Regions from separate parts of the Rattus norvegicus genome. Here region 2 is linked to region 1. Evidence: chromatin contacts called from public Hi-C data. All regions are on one chromosome and are shown on one strand. Each heading gives the region's core, a stretch centred on a gene start, on an enhancer-like site or on the middle of the called end of the contact. The rest is flanking DNA. Distances are from core to core; before and after follow the strand shown.

Region 1 (7,138 bases), core at 1,373-3,872:
CCATGAAGCAGAGATCAGCGCCCAATCAAATTCTGCTACTCAAAAGCCCTGGTGTGCAACTCGTGTTTATCGAACACTAGTGCCTGCCAGATGCTGACAGTTTTAGCCAGCCCCAGGAAAACATTTGTACATCTTTGCAAACACGTTTTGCACACAAAGATTTCAAGGCACAGGCTGAAATGTACAGAAGTACCATGGAACCAAGATGTCAACTCTGTCTATTGGATTCCAGAATTCCACTTCCATAGCATAAGAACCTTACTATCTGGGGAGCCCCTGCACAGCCTGAGTTGAACAATCCCTAGCTTCTGAGTGTTTCCTAGTGATATCTAAAGCATTCCCTCAACAAACGTGACTTCCTAGATCCACTCTCCAAGCCAGAGTGTGGTCTTTATTTATACAAGCAGCATCGATCGGTGCCAGAAAGGCACGTCTCTGGTCCTGTGACAGATTTCTCACAGTCTACACTTAAGCATTTCTGAGCGACTCATATACATGTCAGGGTTTACAGAGTGTATCCTTTATGTCTACGGCACCATGACATAGACGGTCCATTTAAAGACTGGATTTAGGTATTATTTGCTCACAGCTAATGAGGCAGCCTGGGTAAAGACTTTCCACGGTGACTTGCACATGTGTGTGCTCAGTAAACTGTACTTGTGATTGTAAGTGACAGCAGCAAACTGTGAACCATTCGTTTTCTCAGCTGCGGAGTCCCTTAGGCTCAGAAGAGACCTCTTAGGTGCATAGCTCTGATTCCACCAGATAAGGCAAGGCTTATCTTTCAGATATGGCTTCTGCCCAGCACAGCCAGTCTACAATAGGGGTGTGTGAGTGTGTGTGTAAGCTGCACAGGAGCACACTCTACCCTGTAGCAGATGTGAGTCTCCAGAAACAGTTAAGTGAGAAAGCACGCTCCAGCGCTTATATATAAAGTAGGGACCCCGCCCCCTGCGAATGCCGCGCCTTTAAGCTCAACCTCTGCCTTGAGTGGGACTTTGTACTTCTCAGATGTGAGAGGCCTCTCCTTACTTCCTGTTCTTGCCCTACAGCCAGAGATGTAGGCAAGAAGGGATGTGGGGTAGAAGGCTAGCTGAACTGCTCCTTGAAGCAGGACTGTCTCCCTGGGCTGGCCAAGTCCAGAGACTGACACTGTAGCCACTTCTGAAGGCCTCCTTGGAGTTCACCAAAGGTCCCCTGACAGCCTGTAAAGTGCTGGCTCCAACCCGTCTCTGAGTCTACCTGCTATCATCTTTAATTTTCCAAGTGAAAGCTTCAATACACAATTCTTTAAAAGCGTATAGTAAAAATTCAAAAATTATCAAAATAATATAAGGCAAAAGTAAACAAATCTCACGCTTTAAAAGTGTTCCAGGCCGGGGTTGGGGATTTAGCTCAGCGGTAGAGCGCTGGTTAGGTCCCCAGCTCCGGAAAAAAGAAAAAAAAAAGTGTTCCAGGCCAAGTGTGCTAGATGTGTTTAAAATTCCATTACTAAAGAAAGTAGTTTGGAACTAGCCAGTCTTTGTCTTAAAAACACAAAACACAAAACACAACACACACACACACACACACACACACACACACACACACACACACAAAACCTTCGCAAAAGGTTTGGAGAAACTGAAATGTCTGTCTTGGCCGGAGCCACTCAAGACCATTGGATTCTGAACGCTAGCTTTTTCTCGGTACTCTTTCCCAGACCATTACTGGCAAGCCTGGGAGGGAGGTGAAGGGAGACTTGGGATGAAGCGGGGCGGGGGTAGTTCAGAGGTCTGGTGACTCCGGAGGGAAGGCGAAGATGCTCCCACAGTTGCTTCCCAGAGGAAGAGCTTGCACCACGGTGGGGGGTGGGGGTGGGGGTCACCAGGGGCGGGGACAGAGAAACAGACAGACAGAGAGAGCTGCGCCTCCAGAGGTCACCCTGGGAAGGAGACGGCTCCTACCCGCGGGAGGAGACTGAGTAGAGACGCCTCCATCATCCATCCCGAGGTGAATACCGCCTCCAGCGCCTCCAAGAAAAAATCCTGTAGCTCCCCCTCTAGGGTGCACCCCACCTCCAGCACCCCCAAGGAAAAGCATGTAGCCACTGCATCTCAGCGAACTTCTCATCTCCAGAGCTTCCAGGAGATGACCAAAGCTTCCAAGACCAGCCGGGGTAGGAGCCCTTGAGTCCCGGAAGTAGCTTCCAGTCCACTTCCGGGAGGAGTCCTTAGGATTCCAGTCATTGGGCTATCGTGCCGGCACGGTGCATCCTGCTGAACGCGTCCTCCCGGCCCTGGCGGATTGCAATCCTGCTGCGGCTGCTGGGACCGGTTCCGGGAGAGTACACCTTCCCAGGACCGTGGGCTTACGTCAGCCTCCTCCCTGCCCTTTGTAGGCCACACACGTGCACGTAGTCAACACTTGTTTTCACAGAAAAATTAAGCAGTGTCTCTCCCGGACATGCGCAGCCTGGTTCTAAATTTGTTTTTGTTGATCACGTTGCCTCCAGACTCCCGGGGCCCTCGTGACCCTCATGAGCCCTCCCCCTTCGATCACGCAGAAGAGTTAGGAAAAGCAGTGGCTTAAGACTCTCTCCCTGGCTCCTGGAGAAAAGGGACCACATTCTGCGCAGCCTGGCCACCCTCGCCCTAGCGACGAAACCCAAGGTTCTCATCTCACCCCATCCCTTTCCTGTCCATCAAACCATACCCAGACAGATGTTGTTTGTTCTTTTTGAGACAGGGCCTTTATGTAGTCGGGGCTCTGTAACCATGCTGGCCATGAACTCTCTGAGAGACCCCCTGCCTCTGCCTCCCGAGTGCTGGGATTAAAGGCTTGTTGGAGAGATTTAAGATTACGCTTCATGGTACAGGTGGCCTTTCCTAGAACTTTCTCTGACGGTAGCCAGGAAGACTTTGAACTTAGAGGTGGTTAGGGTACCAGTGCCTGGCAAATTGCCTTCCAGCCCGCAGTTTTCTCTGAAGGTCAGAGTAGGTGAACTGTTACCACATTTCCGAGAGTGTGAGTGGAAACCCAAGCGGGGATGAGTTTAGTTAAGCATCATTGAGTCTTTAGCACAGTTGGTAGAGGGATGGCCTAGCTTGCAAGATGCCTTGGGTTTGAGCATAAACCAGGGGTTGTGATGTGCTGGAACGACAGTACTCTGGAGGTGGAGACCATCCATACACAGTGGTCTATAGGCCAGCTTAGCATCTGGAATAAAGGTGAACCTATCTCAAGACAAAGAAAAATCGCATTATTGAATGTGTTATTTATGAAGCTAGGAGAATTCACAGGATGTCTGGGGCATCCCAATTCTTCACTTAAAGTATAAATTTTAAATGTCTTGGTGGCTCACACTTGGGAGACTCGGGCAGGAGGATTGTTCAGAGTTCAAGACCAGCCTGGGCTACAGAGTGAGGCTGAACAATAGCCGTCCTGGCTTTTACAAACACTACAGTAATAACTACCTGCTGTATACCTTTGTTAATTTTCACCTCAGTTTATGAGCCGGGTGCTGGTGAGTGGCAGGTAAGGTTAGGCAGAGCTTTGAGTGGGGGGTGGGGGAAATGACTCCTGTTCAATAAAGTCTGGGTGTAGGCTACCCAGGCTATCTCATCCTGATGGCTCTCGGTGACTTTGGATGGTTGGGGACAGGAAGGGGAGGGGTGGTGTGTAGACCTGCCTTGCCTTTACTGTGGCTTTTCAGTGACCAGGCATATTATCTGGAGTTAAGCTGGTTGGCGGCTGCCCTGACTGGCTGGTGTCTGCTTGTCATGCTTGTCAGCCAGCACATAACTTGTGCAAATCTCTTTCACCTGAAGTGGTCCCGAGAGAGCCAGATCCAAGTATGGATCAGTCAGAAGAGGGTTGGAATGACAGTTTGAGGACAGCTAGGACTACATAGTTCCAGCTCACGTAGAGCTACATAGCAAGACTCTGTTTTAAGAACCAACCAAACAAGGAGTGGCTGACCAGTGAGGTGGCAGCATCATCAAAGTAGACAGTACACTACATGACACTTAGCACACTATAGTGATTAGTATTGGCTGTGTGTATAAGACTAAGGGCCCAGGAAGAGAAACCATTGCTGAGAAGTTGGCCCTAACCCTGTTCCAGCTCAGACTTCTCTGGTTCTCCCACCTCAGTTCAGCTGTCCTTTTGGCATCTATTACTCTTAAAGTGAGTGGCCCAAACTCGCTCCTTGGGGTGCCACACCGGTGATTAGACATGCCGGGCTAAGAGAGGGCCAGGCTAAGTCAGAGGTCTCCTTTGCAGCTCTCTGTCGGTAGAGATGCCAGAAGGGCCGTCTGTGAGGAAGTTTCACCATCTCGTCTCCCCCTTTGTGGGCCAGAAGGTGGTCAAGACAGGCGGCAGCAGTAAGAAGCTACACCCTGCCACCTTTCAGTCTTTGTGGCTCCAGGATGCTCAGGTGAGTTTTGCTTCCCTGGATCTCACACAGGTGTGCTGGTTCACCCCACCTCCCCTGGAAAATAAAGACCCTGCTGTGAGTTGCATCAGATCAGCTCCTGTCTGTTTTTTTTGGAGGACCACTAACATTTTCCTGGTACTACTGCATGAAGGAGGTGTGGGGTGAGTTTTGTACAGTGACATGTGGTCTCTGCTGCTGCTGCTTAGCTGTGTGATCTGAAGCAAGTTCTCATTTTCTTAGCTCTAATATCGTCAACTGTAGATGGGTGTAGTAAAATACTCTGTGGTGGTTCGATTGAGAGCCCAAAGGCTCATATATTTGAGTGCTTGGTCATCTGAGAGAGTAGAACTGTTGGGAAGGATTAGGCAGTGCACGCAACCTTGTTGGGGAAGATGTGGTCCGATTGAGCCACTGAGAGTGGGTTTTGAGGTTTTAAAAGCTCAGGCCAGGCTGAGTTTCCCCACCCTCCAGCCCCTCTGTCTGCTGCCTATGAATCAGGATGTAAAGCTGTCTGTAAAAGTAACATATTTGCCTGAAGTAATTGTTGTCTCGAGGCTTACTGCCTCAGTCCTAGCCCTGGAAGCTTCTACCCTGCATACAATCTTATCTAGGCCTAGAATGTTTTCAGCCTCTGAGACTTGCTGCCGAATAAGCTCACCCTTCCTAGTTCTTTCTGATCTCTGGCTGGCTGATTCAACTCAACTGTTCTGGCTTAAACTCCTCTCCAAGCTGACTGATTTAATCTAGCTTCTCTCGGCTTCATACTAACTTTGGCAATCTATCCACGTCTTCTGGGCTTCTGGCTCCTTCTCACTCTATGGTTCTTTCTGTCTTTGTCTATGTCTAGCTTGTTCTCTCTCTGCATCCTGTCTCCATCCAGTTGTCCTAGTAAAAGAGCCCCCTTTACTTTTCTTCTCTCTCTCTCTGCTCTCTTTTTTTTTTTTTAAGATTTTTATTTTATGTATGTGAGTACACTGTAACTGTCTTCAGACACACCAGAAGAGAGCATCAGATCTCATTACAGATGGTCATGAGCCACCATGTGGTTGCTGGCATGTGGTTGCTGGGAATTGAACTCAGGACCTCTGGAAGAGCAGTCAGTGCTCTTAACCACTGAGCCATCTCTCCAGCCCCCTCTCTGTGCTCTCTTAAATAGCTTCCCTTTCCTCTCCTTTCTTGTGAGAGTTGAGGATATCCTATCATGTCAGTTCTTTCTCTGATTCATCAATTGAGTCTGTCACTCAATTAGATGTCACTTCCAAATGTGTGCTTCCTTCTACAAACTAACTTTACTTTTGCTTGGAATTAAAGATGTACTAAGGGTGTGTCTGTACTCCATCCAGAGGGCTTCAAGGTGTGTGCTAAGGGTTGAGCCACACCACAACTAGAAATATTTTCAGTAAATAAAACCATCTCAGGGCCACAGTGTGATCAAATATCCTGCAACAGCTATCCGAGGCTGTCCTAGCACCATGCCTGTTTGCTTCTTGCCATGATGATAATGGACTAAACCTCTGAAACTGTAAGCAAGTTCCCAGTTAAATACTTTTTTTCTAAGAGTTGCCTTGGTCCTTCACAGCGACAGAGCAAGGACTAAGGCACACTTACTTGATAAGACTCTTGTAGGAATAGACTTTACACCTGACACTAAATATGTTATACCTGATAATCGCTAGTTCTCTACTTTCACTGTACACGTGCACACATGCACACATACCCTCATTGGCTACAGAACCATTCTTTGAGTGGAAGATGGCTTATAACCTGTCACCTATACTTTTGGGGAACTGAGCCCTGAATTGTCTAAGTTTAGGAGTCTAAGTTTTTCAAACCTCAGACCGGTGGCTTCTTAGGAAAGAGTGTCCTGCATGGTTTGAGTCCCACAGTTTTGATGTTCCAGCACTTATTTTGATAGCTGTCACAGAGCTGGCACTTAGACGTCACTGGATAGATTTGGGAACAGCTGAATGCGTGGGCCTAGAGAAACGTGTCATGAAGTAACTAAAAGGATGACCCTTTGTATAATCTTTGAGTGGGCTCCTGAAGTCTGTGGGAGCATCTGGGTTGTTCTGGGTGGCCTTGCTGTCTGGCACAGACCTCTCTCATCCCTAATCCAACTCCTGCAGCTGCTTTCTGGCATTTGCAAAGCCATGTACCTGCTGCTCACACCGCTGGGACAAAAGGGAAAAGGACACAGAAGGGAGAGAAGGAACCAGACTGTTTGTGAAGCTGTGACCCATGTGAGGGTCTCTAAGGGTCAATACATGTTCTGTTTGGTTGTTTTTTTTTTTTTCCAGGTGCATGGGAAAAAATTATTCCTCCAGTTTGATCCAGATGAGGAGATGGAGCCCCTCAGCCGCAGCCCACAGCCTGTACAAGGAATGTGGCAGAAAGAAGCTGGGAACCCAGAGCCAGCCTTGGGTCCCAGTGCTCAGGAAACTTCTGTAGGCCCCTGTGGGTCTGGAGAGCCTGGTCCCAGTACATCTGATGGCCCTTACGATCTCAGGGGAAAGAAGCCTTTAGCAGAGGCCCAGAGGTGGCTGGAGGTCAGGTTCGGTTTGTTTGGCAGTATCTGGGTGAATGACTTCTCCAGAGCAAAGAAAGCTAACAAAAGAGGTGACTGGATAGACCCAGTGCCCAGGTAATGGTGTGACATGTGCAGGGGTCCTAGTGGGGTCTGCCATATTTATGTGTTCCCCTCTGTGACAAGGCATGGCTGAG
Region 2 (7,138 bases), core at 2,611-5,110, 170 kb before region 1:
CCCTTGTCAGAGGGCATGTCTGCCAAGGCTTTTCTGGACAAGTGGGTGTTATTGACTCTGATCTTGAGTGGTTTGCTGCTCATCGATGGATGAACAAGCCTCATTAGTGCCCTTGGGTACAAAGCACCAGGGAGAAGAACTATATAGAGCCGGGATCCCCTTTCCTCTGTAACATCTTTTCCACAGACACAGATTCACCTCTGTCTTCTATGTTTGTGTAGGGTTTGTTTTCTTTCTAAAGCCGATCAGTGTTAGCTAACATGGTGAGCATCGCCAGGGCTGCCTAGACAGAAGCTGTTTACTCTCTGGCTTTCCAACTCTCCAGCCCTCATGGTCTCGCACTAGCAAATGCATATTGACTGAGTGGTTTCACAAGGGAGCAAATGAGGAGACTCATGCATAAAGCAAGGACTGTGGAAACAGATGTGGGACCAGGGGCTGGCATGTGGCTCGATAGGAGAGGAGTTGAGAGCATATGTACCTAAGTCTCTGGGCAAGTAGGATCCATTCAGGAGCTGACATCCTGCAGGAGCAGGTGAGAGCTGAAGTCACCCTTTCCATCCATCAGTGAGTGACTACAGACTTAATGGCCTGGTACAGGTGCTTGGAACAGACAAAGCTCCTCTTTAGTGACAGTCTCTCCTCCAGGTTCATTCTTGCCCACCTGGGGCAGGTGCAGGGTCAGGGTCTCAGCCATAGTTAGCTTATTCAATATTGGCCCTAACTCTGTGCCCTAGAGATGACTTCTCATGTTCCAGGTCATAACTAGGACCTCTCAGGGAAGTGACCCAGCCCATTGTACATTAGTGATTCCAAGGTGTGACTGACTCCTCTGAGAGAACTGTCCACTGAGGGAGTAGCCCTGCCCTTCTATGCTATGGTGCTATGCCCTACACCCTGTTCGTTATTTCTTCTCCCTGTCTCATGGAGGCTTTCCACAGCCCCAGCCTTCTTTGCTATGCCTAGCCCACAGACCTTGGAGGCAATTGTCTGAAAAGGGAGGACAGGGGTGGAGATGTCAGCCTAGCTGTTTGATGACAGCTTCTCTGCTGGCCTGAGTCTGGGTCTCACGGGAAGGGGTGGGTGCCTTCTCCCCCACCTCACCATGCCCCACTCAGCCCTCTTCCTTCCCACCTGGCAGGGGATGTGAGGCTGGCCTTACTTAAGGGCTGGTAGGCTCCATCCTTGCTGCCCTTCACCGTGTGGCCTGTCCCCTCAGGTTGCAGAAGGGATGGCTTACATAGAGCGCATGAATTCCATCCACCGTGACCTGCGGGCAGCCAACATCCTGGTGTCTGAGACCTTGTGCTGCAAAATCGCTGACTTCGGCTTGGCCAGGATCATCGACAGTGAATATACTGCCCAAGAGGGTGAGCAGAGTGTGCACGCATGTGGGCTTGCGCTCACGCATGCGCACACACACGCGCGCGCACACACACACACACACACACACACACACACACACACACACACACACACTCAACTCCAGGAACTTCTCAACTCCCTGGAGCCCCCTTGGATGTCTCCTTGCTGTTGGAGATGACTAGGGAGACCAATGGACCTTGTGTTTCATCCTTTCCCAGACAGCTCAGCACCTCCTTTCCCTAGATGGCGGGTAGGGTGGCACAGGAGCACCTCGAGCCCCTGGGGAGCCCAGCTGCCTCCTTCCCATCCTAGAGACTCCAGTGCACATGAATCTAGCAATGGGATGGAGAAGTCCTGCACTTCCTTCCCCTTGTCTCACCCGCTGACCCCCAGACAAGGTTGAGAAAGTATTCTCTCCCACCCAGTTCCCATCAACCCCTGTGGAAGGAGGGTGCCAGGGAGCACACTTTGGAAAACGTGGCTCTGACTAAAGCGTGAGCACCCAACCTTTGCTCCTGAAGGGTTGCCATGGAGGGTTCTACTGTGTTACTTCAAGTGAGGAAAACTGACTTTGCAGGGTGATCTGGTGCATTGATCAAGCAAGCAGTTAAATGCATTAATCAGTGGAATCAGGAGGAAAGCCACAACTTGGGGACTGATACCTCTCCTCAGGGGACTTTCGGCTGGTGCCTGGGACAGTGAAACCATCTGGGGGAGGTGGCCAGTGCCACTTCAGTCTGAGGTTGGCTCTCAGTGCCTACTAAGGCTGCAACCATAGTGATATGACTGACAGTGGGCCTTGGTATCCTTCCACACAGTGGCCCTCTGAGGTGTCTGAGTGTCAGGTTTGCCTTTTGCAGGAAAGCACAGAGTGATGCATAGAGCAGTTAAAAACGGCTCACCCACCATGGTCCCTGCTGCTGGACAAGGCTGAGTGAGATAGGAAAGGATGCTTCCACCTCAGACAGACATGCATGGGGCTGGGGACATGGCTCAGTCCCTCCCTGTCACAAAGCCCAGGGTTTCCTATCCAGCAGAGTATAAATGTTGGTGCATGGCTGTGACCCAGCACTCTGGAAGGTGGTGGCAGGAGGTTTAGGAGTTCAAGGTTACCCCTGGCTACTATCGAGTCTGAGGCCAGTCTGGGATACACAAGACCCTGGCTCCAAAACGTCAAAAGCAAACAAAGCAATAAGCCAAATGGATGCATGCATGGGTGACCTTGGCTTTGTTGTTGGTTTGGTTTTTGCTTTTTCTGTTTTGTTTCGTTGGTTTTTAAACACAGGTTTCTCTATGTAGCCTTTGCTTTCCTTGAACTCGCTTTGTAGACCAGGGGGGGACTCGAACTCAGAGATCCAACTGCCTCTGCCTCCTGAGTGCTGGGATTAAAGTGTGCACCATCACCACCCAGTGACATTGACACTGTTTTTAAGGACTCCTAGGATAGCAGCAAGTGACTGTGTCTTCCTATATCCTTGTGTGTGCAGTCTATACATCCTGCAAGACCCCCCAGTGGGAGCAGGCAGAGAGGGGTTGGGGCTGCTGTGGGTTGGGATGGGGTGGGGGGTAGAAGGTTGGCAGTCCCTGGAGCTGCTGCGTTTTCCTGGCAGGGGCCAAGTTCCCCATCAAGTGGACTGCCCCAGAAGCCATCCACTTCGGGGTGTTTACCATCAAGGCTGATGTGTGGTCCTTTGGAGTCTTGCTGATGGAGATTGTCACATATGGGCGTGTTCCCTACCCAGGTAGGCACAATTCCTGTGCTCCTCACTGTCCCCCTGGGACATCCTGATGGTGACTCCCCAGGTTCACTGTCTATGGGTATGTCATACTGGTGAGAGCAGAGTTCTGTCACAGAGACTGAAGCCCAGACCTGCACACTCGTGCACACATGCAAGAGAGGGCAGAGGGAGGGGGAGGGTAGGAGTAGGGAGGGGAAAGGAGTGCGATGGGAAGGGGAGATTAGAATGGAATTAGATGGCATCAGAGCCAGGCATCATAGCTCAAGCTTGTGATTCTAGCACTTGGGAGGCTGAGACAGATAGATCTTGAGTTCAAGGCCAGTCTGGCCTATACAAGAAGAACCCTGTCTGAAAAACCAAAGTGGTACTCCGCTACGGACACCTATGTGACCTGCCAGGGTTACGCTGGCCATAGCGTGTCAGAGCCTGCTCTCTCCCTTCTAGTGCTGGTTTACTGCCGTCCCACCCCCATCCCCAGGGCCAGTGACTGCTCTCCTGGAGCACCACCTGCCCTGAAGCTCCCTGTCCACTCTCCTGCAGGAATGAGCAACCCTGAGGTCATCCGTAGCCTGGAGCATGGCTACCGAATGCCATGCCCAGAGACATGTCCGCCTGAGTTGTACCATGACGTCATCACTGAGTGCTGGCGAGGCCGACCTGAGGAGCGGCCTACCTTTGAGTTCCTGCAGTCAGTGCTGGAGGACTTCTACACAGCCACGGAGGGCCAATATGAGCTGCAGCCTTAGCAGCAAATAGGCTCTTCAGTGTTCCCTGCCTGAGTCTCCTTCCTGCTGGACTCTTGACTTTGAGTTAATATGTTCCCATTTAACTAGCTCTTCTTTCAGACTAGGTAGGCTGCAGAGTCGGGGTGGAATGGCGGGCCTGCTTCTCAAATGAGGGAGCCAGGAGACAAGGGTGGCTTCGTGGTGGGGCATGGACTCTCAAGGTACAACCTTGGTCCACTCTTGCCTTGGCCCACCCTTCCCTGGCTGTGTGCCTTTGGGCAAGTTACTTAGCTGCTCTGTGCCCTCCATTCCTTGAATGTAACACAAAGAAGGATTGGGTTAGAACTTACCTCCGGGGGTTGGGGATTTAGCTCAGTGGTAGAGCGCTTGCCTAGCAAGCGCAAGGCCCTGGGTTCGGTCCCCAGCTTCGGGGAAAAAAAAAAAAAAAAAAAAAAAAAAGAACTTACCTCCAGTTGCGTTCAGACCCAGGATGATTCCGAGAGCGGGTCTGGCAGGTTAGCAAAGGACAGTGTATGAAGCCCTCATAACCCAGAAGGCAGCTAGTGGCTGGCGATCGATCAGAGAGTTCCCATTTCTCTCACCTTGAAAGACTCGACAGCAGGTGCCTCCCTGTCTGCTGCTCCAGGTAGCCCTGGCTGTATGACACCCCCACCCCCACGCCCGCACACTTTGGGACTTTTCTATAATAAAGTCATGAGAGTTTTACTGTTTCCCAGGTCTTTACCGGCGGCTGATCAGATGTGGCACACAAGGTGGTGGGGGATTACCTTACCCCCTACCCCCAGCAAAGGACGCTGGCGTGACTGACATTGTCTTTCCTGGCCAGCAGGTGGCGATCTCACCCCACAAACCCCGTGTCTGGGCCTCCAAGGAAGCAAGCTCCTTGAGTTTCCCTAGAACATGGACAGAAAGCAATGAGATGAGGTGGTCATCTCCTCAAGTGTGGTGCTTCTCTCGCCTGTTTTTCTGTCTCTGATTCATCCTGTTTTGTTTATATAGGCTGGGGGGGGGAGGGTTAAGTTTATAGAAAAGTAAGTGGAAAGGGTCCAGTCTCCATAAATCCTCAACCCTTTTAGATGCCAACACCTTGCAATAGTGAGCCCACTTGCTCCCTGAGAGGGGCTGGGATCAACACACTTCACACTTGGGTTCACACTCTACCAAAGCACAGTTGCCCAAATTATACAGAATAGCCTTCCTGGCCTCGGAATCCCCCAGTATCTCCCCTGACCCTGAGATTACAGGCACCCACGCTTATGTTTGGCTTTTTACATGAGCGCTGGCGGTTCACACTCAAGTCCTCATGTGCGCAGGATAAACGCATCCCCCCCCCACACCCCCCCAAGCTCTATCCACGGCCTGTGGCTTCCTATTTAATCATCCCCAGCTATTACTGATGACGGCCCACGATCCCGACTTTTGCAGCTGAGCTGAGTGAGCTACTGAGGAATATTATTTCCCAGGAATTCTGGCTCTGTGAGAACTCCCCATGACTTTTCCCAGCTCTGTGGTAGAGGTGACATCAAATGCTGGCTTACTCTCCCCACAAGGGGTCGCACTTTGCCCGCACTGAATGAAGGAGGGTCCCGGGTGTTGTGGTTCACCCATTTATTCAGGACAAAGAACCTTCCATATCCCAATCAGCAGGTCTAGTAGGAGAGTTGGGGAGGGATTTGTAAAGAAAAAAGAGGGAAGCAGAGAAAATAGGACCGGGAAACACATGGGGTGGGGAGCGCTAGTGGGAGGGGAGGTGTCTGTGGAGTGCAGTGTTCTCCCAACACAGTGGTGGCCATGGGAGCCACTGGCAAGGGGACTACATCTGAAAGATCTGGTCATATGATGGTTGCCTCCTTACCCAGAGTCAGGTGAAGGATACAGACTAAGCCTGGGGACCCTAGGACCATTCTTACCTGAGACAGGCATTTGCTTTCCTAGAACCTGGCCACACCACTGGGTGAGAGCAGGTTTCTGGGATCAGGTAAATCCCAAGTTCAAGTCAAAGCACTTCCTCCCACAGGATATGTGGTACAATGATTCACACCTCTGAACCTCAGTTTCTTCGTTTGGGAAATGGGCACACAGCAGGTGTGTCTTGTTCTGAGCCTTCATCTCAAAGGGATAAAGAGACAGAGAGACAGTGCGAGAAGCAGCCCAGGAAACAGGAGAGACACACAGACCTCCCACAGGCTCATTGGCATAGCCCACATCAAAGTTGAGTCTGAGTTGAACATCATTAAAGAAAGGTTGACACCTCCACACTGTTTAGAATATCCAAACTATGCAAATGGAACCTTTATAAACAGTCAGCATCAGAGTATGAGGTGCCAGTTTACGTAACCCTGGGAAGCCCTGAGGCACAGAAAGGCTAAGTTAACTTACTATGCAGCTGGTAAGAGGCACCCATCTGTGGAGAGAGAATCTGATGATGTCAGGGTTAGGATGCTCACCTTGCGCTGCAACAGGAGAGAAGGAGTAAGTCTCCTCTGGTCTCACACAGTCCTTGCTGATTGATGAAGTTCTTGTCTTCCTTGTTTGCCTTGTAAAGGATATTGGACAGAATAGTCCCACTCCAACACACTTTCTGGAAACCTCTTGTCTATTCCAGAATGAGCTCGAGCCTCTCATAAGTGGGAAATTAAGGTCAAATGAGGTGTTTTCCTGAGGACCTGGGGTGGGTGGCATGGGGGAGTCTGCTTGGCCAGTTACATCAGCGTCTTGACGGCAGAGGGTGGCATGCTCTGGGTTCTTCCGAAAGCGGAAATGTGATGAAGTAGACGTTTATGAACTCTCCAATCAGACTGGCTGCTCACTGAGAAGTCCTGTTCCCTAGGTGCTTCCCTTAGGAGAAAGAGCACAGGGTGGTGTGTTTAAAACAGGCATGCCTACAAACAGAGCTGCATTTGGGACAGCACAGCAATTCAGTGTGTAGGGCCTTCCCGTGCTGAGTCTGGCCTTGGATGTCTTCACTCATCTAGACAGCAGACAGGAAGAGACACCCAGACTGTGGTTATCACTGTACCCCTAGGAAGTGGGATGGAGACCTTCAAGCCCAGCATTGACTTAGTGTCTAGCACTGTAGAGCGCAGCCTTGGGGGACAGAGGATAACATTCATATGAGAAATGAGAAGCAGGGGTGTACCCCAGGTATCAAGCAAACTACAGCTCAGGCCGGGGGCTGAGGGGCCACAAAAAATAACAGGAAGGAACCAAGAAAAGGAGAGGCAGGTCCTGCTGCGGCCTCTAGCCTGGCTAGCTCTGAGGTTGGATGGGGTCCCAGCTATCCCTGGG

The links. Hi-C and Micro-C count contacts between places; a contact is called where the count stands out from the background.
Region 2: a contact with region 1 is called in a Hi-C map of kidney, with 4 times the contacts expected there. The contact joins the enhancer-like site here to the promoter of Neil2 in region 1. A contact is called at or near these places in 12 of 12 Hi-C or Micro-C datasets (the A7r5 cell line, the Rat2 cell line, Schwann cells and 7 more) and 1 of 1 datasets of contacts at active chromatin or transcription factors (oligodendrocytes).

The regions. Positions count from the first base shown.
Region 1 is chr15:41,626,318-41,633,455 of GRCr8, reverse strand. Neil2 (nei-like DNA glycosylase 2) reads left to right here and starts at 2,622. Exons shown (of 5, transcript NM_001107270.1): 1 at 2,622-2,651; 2 at 4,264-4,417; 3 at 6,715-7,058. The coding sequence starts at 4,280.
Region 2 is chr15:41,800,118-41,807,255 of GRCr8, reverse strand. Blk (BLK proto-oncogene, Src family tyrosine kinase) reads left to right here. Exons shown (of 13, transcript NM_001025751.1): 11 at 1,220-1,370; 12 at 2,976-3,107; 13 at 3,645-4,288. The coding sequence ends at 3,850. Among named protein-coding and RNA genes, the nearest start is that of Blk, 37 kb to the left of the region's middle. Within about 2 kb of position 3,860, at least 1 of the 93 cell types and tissues checked has an H3K27ac peak or open chromatin away from gene starts, as enhancers often do. A contact at or near this core is called in kidney, where this site is marked.